Linked DNA regions of Hordeum vulgare: regions 1 and 2 are each linked to region 3. A link is a contact called in public Hi-C data. All regions are on one chromosome and are shown on one strand. The core of a region is the stretch at or near the end of the contact, and the rest is flanking DNA. Distances in the headings are between cores, read along the strand shown. Region 1 holds the start of LOC123409009 (GDSL esterase/lipase At1g29670-like). Region 2 holds the start of LOC123407319 (K(+) efflux antiporter 6-like). Region 3 holds the start of LOC123411495 (probable inositol oxygenase).

Region 1 (4,130 bases), core at 1,451-3,950, 160 kb before region 3:
CGCGCGGGCAGATGAATTTCCAGGACGTCTACACGCTCCAGCATGCGCCAGACGTCGCCCCGCCGCCTCGTCTTAACACGGCAAAAGACCGTGCGGAGCACGCTGCGCGGCAGCGCCGCCTCCTCGTCGCCTAGGAGGACGAGCGGGTCATGGCGGAGTGACGCCGGCGCCACCCGAAGGACGTCGCCTACGAGCAAGACTACTGGGCAAGGCGCCGCGAGGAGCGGTTGGACAGGAGTCAGCGGAAGGCATTGGCGAATACGCAGGCGGATACCGTTGCAGCAGGCGGAAGGTCGTTCTTCACGGAAAACGATGATCGTTGGTTGGACCTATGGCTCTCAACCTCGGACAACACCGACGAGGATGATGATGGTGATGATGGTAGCGACTAGGAGTAGTTTCTATCTAGTTGCACCGTAGTTTTATCTATGCTTTCGAACTATCTATCTAGTTTCACCGATGTAAAATGCCTTTGTATCTTTTTTATTTGGGAAATAATCTCAATCAGCCGGCTGATTTTTTCGTTGCTTCCGCCTTCTTTTATGGATGACATGTGTCTAAATTGACCTGCACACCGCTTTCACGTGTTGCCTTATATTCTCATTAGACTACTCTCCACATCTTTTCTTCTTATATCTTCTTCCTTCCAGCCATTCAGCCTCATCCATCACACACCGGCCATGGCCCTCAACAGCAAGCGCTTCATAGAAATAGGATACGAGCTCGCCGGACAACGCGACTGACAACGGGATTGATGGTGCTCAAGATGAGATCTCGGAGACGGAGGTAGGATATGAGCTCGCCGGACGACGCGACCGGCGACGGGGATTGGCGGCGCTCGGGACGAGACCTCGGAGGTGGATGGCCTTCTGGTTGGCGGCGACGATGGCGATGCTCTCTACAACGACGGAGGTGTTTCTGTATCATCATTTTTATTGTAATATTTTCTGCAACATCATCTGTGTTGCAGAAGTTTATTCTGCAACAATACCCCGTGTTGCAGAAAAGTGAAGACAATTTTTTTTGCAACCTCATCTTTCTTTAAAAAAAAACTGCAATATGCTCTTTGTTGCAAAAGTTTTTCTGCGACCTCATCTATGGTGAAAGTTATTCTGCAACAAAGGCTTGTTTCTGCAATTCGCGTTGTTTCAGGAATTAATGAGTCTAAAATTATTCTGCAACAAAGCGTTTGTTTCTGAAACTCGACCGTTGTTTCGGGAATTAATGATTCGGAGGAGGCGACCGTGCCACATGCCAGGAGGTAGATTGGACGGCTGCGCGCGTACATCCGACGGCTCTCAAGGTGGCGGATGTTTCTTGCGGATCAGCCGATGGACGCGTAGTAGTGCCCTTTTTATTTATGCAATCTATCTAGTTTTTATTTATCTATGCTTCCGATTTATTATTATCTAAAATAAAAAAATGTTGTGAGCGCGCGCGCTGTATTTTAACGCAGCTGCTGGAGCCAACGCTGCGCGCCGCGCCAATCCAGACGATGGGCGCACGGCAAACCAGTTTTTTGCGCGCGGCGCGTTCGGCGCCTGTTAGAGATGTTCTTATGACTTTATGGAGGTGCTGGCATGTGCGGAATGAAATAGTGCACAACAAGAAGCCACCAGACGTCGAGTCTTCTGTGCGCTTTCTTTTCAGTTATGTCAACATGCTTCAGAGCATTCAGCAACATCTAGAGCTAGACCACGTCAAGGGCAAAGTGGTGGTCTTACCACATGGGAAGCAAGTGTTGCCATCTAAGGGTGCACACAAACAACAACCGAGGCTTGCATGTTCTCCACCACCAGCCGGATGGACCAAACTATCAGTTGATGGTTCCTTTTGCGAGGCGGATGGCACGGCTGGAGCGGGAATGTTTTTGCATGATGATATAGGAGCCATCATTTTTTCCGCCAGTCGATCCTTGAGATCGTGTGCGGATGCGCTAGATGCAGAGCTCTCAGCCTGTAGGGAGGGAATCGTGTTTGCCTTGCAATGGACTACACTGTCGATTGTTCTGAAGACCGAGGCGAAGAATCTGATTTCTCAAGGACACGCAGGCCGCTCGAGATACACCATGATGGTGGATACTATTTTGAGATCCCTGCACGAGGGCAGAGATGTGAATATCACACATGTGAAGCGTGATCAAAATGTCGCGAGTTATTTTTTAGCTAATTTTGGTAGACGTGAGAATTGCACTTTTTTTGTGTGGATTTGATCGGGTCCGGGTGTTGTGCCATAACTTTCTAAGGCGGACCGCCCATTGATTGAGTAATACAAACACCCTATATCCCCGTAAAAATAAAAAGTACGGAGGTCTGTTCTAGGGCACGCCCAAGAGCAACAGGCAAGTTTCTGTTCGACGACCGTTTGGTCAAGTTTTCATTGAGTGCCAACAACGCAGTTGTCATCTGCCTATCCACCGGCTCGATATATCACATCGCTCCACGCACCCGGTATCTCAGGAGTGATGTGCCCCATATCCCTCAGGGTTGATCGGGCTCTGGCCTCTGGCTCTGGGTACGCATGCATATGCACTTCGCATAGAAGAGTTTTTACTGTACGCGCGCATGCGGTAACTGCATGCAGATCTCCAGATCCCTCTGCCTCACGAGGTGCACAAACCTACCCGCATTCAATCAACCCGACAGTTGTTGCTGTTACGCACCTCCCTCTTGACCTCTTCTGCCTATAAGTAGCAACGCTCTCCGTATCATCCATTTCAAGGTGGCTGGTAAAGCTCGCGGTTACTGTTAGTAGTAGCTCCCCTCCAGTACCTTATCGCCACCTCGATATGGTTTGGTTACTGCCGGCCTCATCTCAGCTCGTTTCACCGGCAATGGCCATGCCCAAGCTCGCCGCGGTCATGGCGTCGCTCTACCTACTTATCGTGCTAACACGGTGCGACGCTGCCGCTGCTGGCGCGGGCGGCTCGACGAGCTGCCACGGCGGCAGAGCTGTGGGTAGGAGCGGCGGCGGCGGCCGGGGGAGGCCAATTGTGAAGGCCGTGTTCGTGTTCGGGAGCTCGCTGGTGGACAACGGCAACAACAACTTCCTCAACAGCACCGGCGTGCGCGCCGACTACCTGCCCTACGGCGTCGACTTCCCGCTCGGCCCCTCCGGCCGCTTCTCCAACGGCCGCAACACCATCGACGCGCTCGGGGAGCTTCTCCGCCTTCCCCGCGGCGGCCGCATCCCGCCGTTCGCCGACCCGGCTACCAGGGGCCGCGCCGCGCTGCACGGGGTCAACTTCGCGTCCGGCGGCTCTGGCATCCTCGACAGCACCGGCCAGGACACCGTGAGTGCTACCATTGCCAGTACTGCTGTTCTTTACCTTCTTGCACGTATACGACGGAATAGTAATAGTGGTGATGCGTGTTCAAGCTTCAACTAATCAACTATTCCCTCGGTTTCAATGAACAAGACGTGCACCGGTGCACGCATCCTAAAAAATCAACTCAACTATTGTGATGCGTGTTCGAGCTTCAACTAATCCACTGTTCCCTCTGTTTCAATGAACGAGACGTGCACGTATTCTTAAAATTTAACTTTGATCGTAAATTATAGCAATACCATCAGTATATCTTTATGGATAAAAGATGTTGAGTGTGTGATGTGTGTTTAACTTTGATCATAGTAGAAGATAGGTTGTGTTGTGTGATGTGTGTTTGCTGCACATTTAGGGCAAGGTGTTGAGCCTGAAGCAGCAAATCAGCAACTTCGAGGCAGTGACTCTACCAGACCTTGGAGCAACGACAGCCAGCACTCATCATCAGATGAAGGGCCATGATTTCTTGCACGATTGCTTCCTGCCCAAGACCCTATTCGTGATCGGGACAGGCGGCAACGACTACCTGCTCAACTACTACCGGCCCAGAAGCACAACCAGGCCCCAGTTGTCAGACTTCACAAGATCACTCATCACCAAGCTCTCGGCCCATCTTCAGGTGAGTGGCATGTTAGTTAATGCACACTCCTGTGCTTGCTGCAGAGCATTTCCTTCTCCATTAATTCATTGCAAACTGTATTGAAGGAGCGTACTGCCTGCAGAAGTACGGTTCCTGGTACATGTAGTAGTAGCATGAAATGAAAATCAAGTGAAGGAATTGAATGAGTAGTAAGCAGCTGGCTACCGT
Region 2 (3,739 bases), core at 87-2,586, 240 kb after region 3:
TTGGCCTTGCGTGAAGGGGTCGACCGTGCCACCATGGTCAAAAGGTGTTGGCCATGAAGGGGGCTCGACCATCTTGGCTTTGGGTCTCCTCAGGATCGAAGGCATCGACACCCGCACCACCTTCGAAGATGATGTTCTCAATGATGAAACGGTTGGTCGTCTCATCGTCCATGGTCGACATTCTATCAAATAGGTTGTGGGCGCTTGGAAGCATGCCGACTATGATCTTCCGTGGGCATTTACTCCAGCCTCCGGAGGATGGTCCATCGACCACATGTGTGGCATTAAGGTCGACGGACATAGGCGTGAGTGTGGCCGACGCCACCACGCTCACCTCCGACGAGCATTCCTCGGAGAAACGGGAGGCTTGCAGGTAGGGATGGAAGCCCGGAAGTGACGGCGGGGTAGACGTGCGCGGCGACTCTGGCAATGGCACACGAGGAAAGGCCGTCGAGCCCGTGTTGGCTGCGCCCACGACGATGGCGGTGGCGAGCCCGTGCTAACATGGGTTTAACACTAGGGAGATCAAGGCCTCCCTCGTCGCTGCAGCGACTCTTGTAATGCTTTCCTCTATGCGACAGTGGCCAGGGTAGCGGAAGACTCGTCTTCAAGCTTGTGTTCCCGCGTGTGCCTCCGTTCCTTCCTCTTAGCCGACTACATGGCCCACTGCTCGGGTGTGAACGACTTCTTCTTGATCGGCGCCGCTGTCTTGCGGGCGGTGTGGGGCTTGCCCTTGGTGGTGACGACGGGGGCCCTATGTGAGGAGGGCCCGGTCGAAGGAGGCTAGGGAGGCGAGTCCGGTGATGACATTGAGGGTCGGCACGTCATCCATGGTGAGCGGTCGGGAGCGCGAGGTGACGGGAATATTTTGGGAGAGGAAGGGAAATGGGGGTGGCTGTGCAACCGACTAGTGGGCCAGAGGGAGTAGTAGACGCGCGTCGTGCGCGTCCGTTTCATGTTCGTGTCGACGCAAACGAGTCTCACATTTGGTCTGGAATGGATCTCCCGACGGATGAAAAGCGGACTCTCGTATGTTTAGATCGACGCATTTGGGTCGATTTTTGTGTCTGTTTTAATCCAAACGAACAGGTCATCGCGTTGGATTGCTCAATACATGTGCTCAATACATGCCCTTACCATTATTATCCGCCTGCATTTTTGGAATTCTGGGTTGATCCAAGGAGCCGTCAAGACACGAGTTGGTAGATTCACAAATAAAAGGGGACAAAATAATGAACCCAACCAACAAGCCCGGACGGAAGTGATACCATAACTAACAAAAAAAGGAAAAAAAAAAACTCCTCTACAAATCGCTGCTGCTTCAGCCGGCTGCGCCCGCACCTAGCACAGTCACGCACGACTCACGCATTTGCCCCCACTTTCTTCCCAGGACACGGGCACGCACGCACACGGCTGGCACCCGCACACGCTTCGCCTCTTCCTCCCAAAATCTAAACCCCACTCCGACCGCTCCCCTCCGGCGATGCTGATGCGTCGCCGCCGCCTGCTGGGCCCGGTCCTCCCCCGCCTCCTCGTCGCCCTGCTCCTCGCGTCCGCCGCCGCATTGCTCCCCGGCGCGGCCGGCGACGCGGCCGAGGCGGGCGACGAGGGCCGCGTGGGCGAGGCGGTCGCGGCGGTGGAGCGCGCGGACGCCACGGCCGCGGCCCTGGGGGCGGCCCAGGCCGGCGGGGAGGCAGCGCAGGGCAATGGCACGAACAAGGAGAACAGCCTCGCCGACATGATCGACCGCGCGCTGGAGAAGGAGTTCCCCGACTCGGAGGGCGACCAGGGCGGCGGAGGTGCGTGGATCTGAGTCCCGCCGTCTCCCCGCGATCCGCCTCGCGGGCTCCGTGGCTCGGGGATCTGGTTTCGGCGCGCCCTGGCGTGTGTCGGCGGCCGGCTGCCTAGATCTCGGCCCCGGCTGCCGCGCTTTGCTGGGAATTGGCGAATCCTGCCTGTTTCTGGGTCTTTGCATTGAGCTGGCCTGTGCTGACCTCTGCTGCTATGATTTTGCAGAGACGGACCCCGGCAGCTTCAACAACACCGTCGCCGAGAAGCAGGTGATTCATCTGCACAGTTTTGTTTGTGTGTGGTCGGATTGTTCGTTTACAATGATTATGGAACCTGGTTGAATTTTGCATTATTATGATGCTCATGGAATGGTTGTTCATGTCTTGCCGGCTCTCTAGATTTAGGAGACTAGTTCAACATATGCGTGACTTAACTTCTAAATTGACTTCCTTTTACATGCGGTTTAATATCAAAACATAACTAGTCTTTGACACGACTGAGTATGTATTGTACGCCTGTAAAATATCTGATACCATCTATGTCTCGGGTGGACCTGACATTTGGACAGAGGTTACACCATTGATAATGACGAAGCTTCACCAGCTTCCTCAGTGTATTGTAATTTCCAAGCATTCAGTTATCCTTCTATATATCATTCTGTAGGTTTTGCGCCTGTTGACCAATTATTCGGCCCACTGGCCTTTTGACTTAGTGAGATTAAAGTAGTTGACGTTTTCCTAATACTGACTACAATATCTTGAATGGTGTTTACTGTGCTGGATTATGAATCAAAAACTAATATTTGCTTATGATACCTGACTAACTTTGTGAAACAATTGTTGTGGTGTAAGTTACTAACTTACTGATAGAAATCATTTGAGTTTTGCATAAACCCCTGACCCTGAGTGCTTGGTCCCAGCTGACATTCATTTAGTCATTTGATCTTCTACATGATACACTCATGAGTTACAACTACTCTGACTTGCATCCGTCTATCCTATCATATTTCTCAATTCCATATTTGATCCTATCACTTTCTCAATTCCGTATTCGGTTACATTCCCAATTTGTAATACCACCGTTCCATTTTGAAGTAAATAAGCACATTTGCCAGATGATCTGAACGATGTACACATGGCTCAAGGGAAAAAACACATGCATCTAGCAATATTGTGGTTTATGTGGATAAATTGTAAAAGTTACTGCATTCATACTTTATATTTCCAGTTGCACTGCACTTTAAACGTGTTGCTCTTGTCTGTACAAAATTGCTGGTTACACTTATCTTGTTCTGTTCTACCCTGCCAGGGAGTTCTGGAAACTGTGGCCAGGAGAGTAACGAAGAAGAATGAGACCAAAGACAATAAGTATGTTCCTATTATATACTCCCTCCGTAACATAATATAAGATGTTTTTTGACTCGAGTCAAAAAACGTCTTATAATTTCACAATCAGTAGCAAATATCCCAAGTTTACGGTTATTCAATCCCCAGTTCATTCCCGTTCAAGGAAGTTTTCTTGGATCGGTCAGAGCAAGAGGATGTTCCCACGTTGATTGATCGGAAGGTACAGACGCTATGATTCATTGCCGTTTTTTTTGTGTTCAGTTACGCCTTATGTGCTGTGAATGCAATAGTGTTGTTGTATTTTACTCTATTTACCCGTGTGCTGTATTGACACAATTGCAAATCCAGGATAATGTTTTTATTATATCAAACCGGAAGTCAAAGTACCCCGTACTGCAGCTGGACCTTACGTATGTGACCTAATTATTTCTGAGGATGAGCAAAAATAAAGTAACTGCCCTTGCTCATAACTTGGTCTGTATGTGAATTACTGTAGGTTGATATCAGATCTTGTTGTCGTTATTGTATCTGCTACATGTGGTGGTATTGCCTTTGCTTGCCTTGGACAACCAGTGAGTCTTCTTTTGTCTCAAATTTCATTT
Region 3 (3,702 bases), core at 501-3,000:
ATCTTCCCTAATCTTCAATGAGAAAATGCAACCTAATGCTAGTCCGTTAAATCCATAAATACATGGATGTCACTGTAGCATCATTCGTCTTTTTATGTCAAGCCAGAATGTAGAAAATAAAAGATAAAAACATCCTTCATTCGTAGAGTTCTAAATTTGAGGGGGACGATCATGCCCATTTAAATAGTACATGATTTAATTTGTACCAAAATATGTGTGAATACACCATGGCAAAAACTAAAATTGTACATCTAACGAAAAAAAACTAAATATTGTCTACAAGAGTTTGGAGTGTATGAACACTTTCTTTAAGTGTATTGCAAAACGTTAATTAGTAAAATCAAGTAGTATTTTGTCATATGAACCAGACAATCCACATAGAAAAGGTTAACATGATCTCAACCCACTATTTTTTGATAAAATCGATTGAATAAAAGTGGCCTTAAGTTTTTCCTTTTTTGACGATGGGCCTTAAGTTTTTTCTAATTCTTCTTTTTCATTGTTACCGGAGAAGGAGGGCATAAAGTGTCGTTTTAATACCTGCGTCAGTCTTTTGGAGGTGTTCGGATGAACGTATGTATGAACGTTAGGCTGCTCGTAATGGTAGTATCATAGGTAGTATCATACATGCCAACTAGGCAATTTCAATGAGGTGACTTGGAATTAAATGAACAAAGAGAGAGTTGAGTCTCATATCATGATACCGTATCATATTAAATGATGTGTTACTATGTGTCTTGCATGACAATAAATGAACTATCTTATGATACTACTCCCTTTTTTCTGGTTTATAGGGCTCAAATCTAAAATCTCATCAATCAAGGTGAATTGTGAGTGGATGACACTAGTTTTAACTAGCCAATGAAAATTTTCTCACATATTCAATTTCCAAGGCAATAAATGTAGCATCATCCTTCTCATTGGACTTGCATAGTGGATGTAGAAAACGATGTATGCATAGCCACTCATCTTCTTTTTCTAAACTCTATGAATTAAATATAGTATGGGACTCAAAGCACTTTAAATTAATTAGACTGAAAATGAGCCTAATATAATGAAAATCTGAAATTTTTAAAATGAGCCCTGTAAACCGGAAAGGAAGGAGTAACATATGATACTATGCATTACAGATGTGATATCATATACTAGTACCATATGCATGATACTAGTATATAATACTACCCATTACAACCACGTGTGTATTGTGTTAACATGATCTCAACCCACTATTTTTTGATAAAATCGATTGAATAAAAGTGGCCTTAAGTTTTTCCTTTTTTGACGATGGCCCTTAAGTTTTTTCTAATTCATCTTTTTCGTCGTTACCGAAGAAGGAGGGCATAAAGTGCCGTTTTAATACCTGCGCGCCAGTCTCTTGGAGGTGTTCGGATGAACGTATGTACGTACGTATGACAGTTAGACGTGTGTATTGTGTTAAAAAACACCTCTGACACAAAATAAAGGATAGTAATAACACAGCGAAACCCGGATGAGGAAGGAAATGAAATTAGGCCCTAGGGAAAAGGAGGAAAACAGACGACACGAGCTGTTGCTGTCATCGACAGGCGCAGCTCCACGCCATGGCTGAGTCACTGACCCAATTAATAAATGGGAAATCCGCAGGATAGCGCCATCAACACGCCGTCACGTATTACTCTTCGGTACCACCCTAAACAGCCAGCCGCTGACGCCTGGGCCCCACCCCCCCTCGGCCCTCCTATAAATACCGCTCTGGATTTCCCTCCTGCAGAGCAGAGAGCCCAACCAAGCCCATACGCCGTTACCGTCCTGTCTTCTTGGACCCTGCTTCTCCGCCGCTCTCGCTGCCGCGAGAGCTCCGATCGGCGATCTTTTTCCCCGGTCAGGATGACCATCATCATCGACCAGACTCAGTTCGGTGAGGCTCCTCTTGCCCGTCTCATTTGCGTGCTCCTTTCCTTGCCTCTTCTTGTTGAGTTCCTGTTCGTGTTTCTTGGAGTTGGAGGTTGAGTGCGCGAACAGAACGCCGTGGGATGGGCATGACGCTGATGTTTAGTCCGGAATTTCTGTTGGGTGGTTGCAGATGCGGCGGCGGAGAGGAAGGTCGCCGGGGACCCGGGGGAGCTCGTGCTCGACGGCGGCTTCACCGTGCCGGATTCCAACGCCTTCGGCCACACCTTCAGGTGACTTCTCATGGTTTTCCGTTTCTCGACCTCACCTCCCGTGTTTTTTTTGGATTGAAATAAAAAATCATCAATTCTAATGATATATATACACACACACATTTGCACGTTTTAAGTCGCGAACCATGTTTCTCCTGTTGAAACTCATCCCACGAGAAAGGACAAAACAAAGTTAAATTGAATTTGTTTCCACATGACCTCACCATTTGTCCGCACGTCGTTTATTTGTATCTGTCGTGGTTCAGTTTTTTTGTTAATTAACCAGACAACTCTTTTTACGCTCTGTTTAAGAAAAAAAATGCTCGAAAAGCCTACCAACAGTTGTACCACAACAACGAAAAATATATATATATATGTTATTAAGTTTTACTTTGTTTCTATATACAGGTGCTTTTTTTTAGGACTGCAGGTACTGATTATGACATGATAGGATATTTTTTACTAAAAAAAAAAGAAAGGAGAAGCACATCTTAAATGAAAAGATGTGTAACGGTATCACGAAGGACCTGCTGAAACCAATTAGCTAAAATTGGAGTAGAGGGAGTTAAGCTGGGCAAGAATCTCCCCGCATTTGCGCTAGAATTAGTCGAACAGAATCATTTTTCTGTATCTCAGCTTTCATAGGCTTGCTAATACTCAGAAGAAGAAAAGAAAAGCTTGCAGAGGCTCGCGAGTTTTTCTTTCCGCGATAAGCAGAGTTGGCACGGACGCATACTCCGTGGCGGACGTGCTTATCAAACCCTTTTCGCGAACCGAACTTGATAACCACAGTGCGTACTGCACCAACGAACGAAGCTGAAGCGGAGGCTGAGACCCACCTGCGTGCCTGCTGCAGGGACTACGACGCGGAGTCGGAGCGGAAGAAGACGGTGGAGGAGTTCTACCGCGTGAACCACATCAGCCAGACGTACGAGTTCGTGCGGCGGATGCGGGACGCGTACGCGCGGCTGGACAGGACGGAGATGAGCATCTGGGAGTGCATCGAGCTGCTCAACGAGTTCATCGACGACAGCGACCCCGACCTCGACATGCCGCAGATCGAGCACCTCCTCCAGACCGCCGAGGCCATCCGCAAGGACTACCCCGACGAGGACTGGCTCCACCTCACGGGCCTCATCCACGGTCGCTAGCTCTTATCAGCATCTCTGCACCAAAATATAAGGCGTTTTTACACTTCAAATTGAACATGCACTTCTTTTTTCTCATGTGTTGTGATGTGAGTTGCCGCGGTGTGCAGATCTGGGCAAGGTGCTGCTGCATCCCAGCTTCGGGGAGCTTCCTCAGTGGGCAGTCGTAGGTAATCAGTCAAAGAGACCCCTGCACACCAAACCTCTGCCAAATTCAGCTCTGAATCTCTGACGAGCTTCGTGGCATCTTTCTTCAGGTGACACCTTCCCCGTGGGCTGCGCGTTCGACGAATGCAACGTCCACTTCAAGGTAAGCGCCTCAACGCCCATGACCGGTTCAAGGCTGAAGCTTTGCTTGCCCTCTGACTCTGCATCTGCGACGATGCGTGCAGTACCTCAAGGAGAACCCTGAC

What was found. A called contact is a pair of places that touch in the nucleus more often than the background predicts.
Region 1: a Hi-C map of seedling shows a contact between it and region 3, with 7 times the contacts expected there. The contact joins the promoter of LOC123409009 here to the promoter of LOC123411495 in region 3. A contact is called at or near these places in 4 of 6 Hi-C or Micro-C datasets (leaf and seedling).
Region 2: a contact with region 3 is called in a Hi-C map of leaf, with 3 times the contacts expected there. The contact joins the promoter of LOC123407319 here to the promoter of LOC123411495 in region 3. A contact is called at or near these places in 2 of 6 Hi-C or Micro-C datasets (leaf and seedling).

The regions. Positions count from the first base shown.
Region 1 is chr7H:514,442,844-514,446,973 of MorexV3_pseudomolecules_assembly, reverse strand. LOC123409009 (GDSL esterase/lipase At1g29670-like) reads left to right here and starts at 2,700. Exons shown (of 4, transcript XM_045102014.1): 1 at 2,700-3,292; 2 at 3,678-3,941. The coding sequence starts at 2,789.
Region 2 is chr7H:514,044,684-514,048,422 of MorexV3_pseudomolecules_assembly, reverse strand. It overlaps LOC123407319 (K(+) efflux antiporter 6-like), which reads left to right and starts at 1,336. Exons shown (of 20, transcript XM_045100427.1): 1 at 1,336-1,799; 2 at 2,017-2,060; 3 at 3,100-3,158; 4 at 3,285-3,357; 5 at 3,486-3,547; 6 at 3,634-3,709. The coding sequence starts at 1,484.
Region 3 is chr7H:514,280,414-514,284,115 of MorexV3_pseudomolecules_assembly, reverse strand. LOC123411495 (probable inositol oxygenase) reads left to right here and starts at 1,750. Exons shown (of 10, transcript XM_045104452.1): 1 at 1,750-1,897; 2 at 2,063-2,162; 3 at 2,998-3,284; 4 at 3,400-3,459; 5 at 3,547-3,599; 6 at 3,682-3,702. The coding sequence starts at 1,867.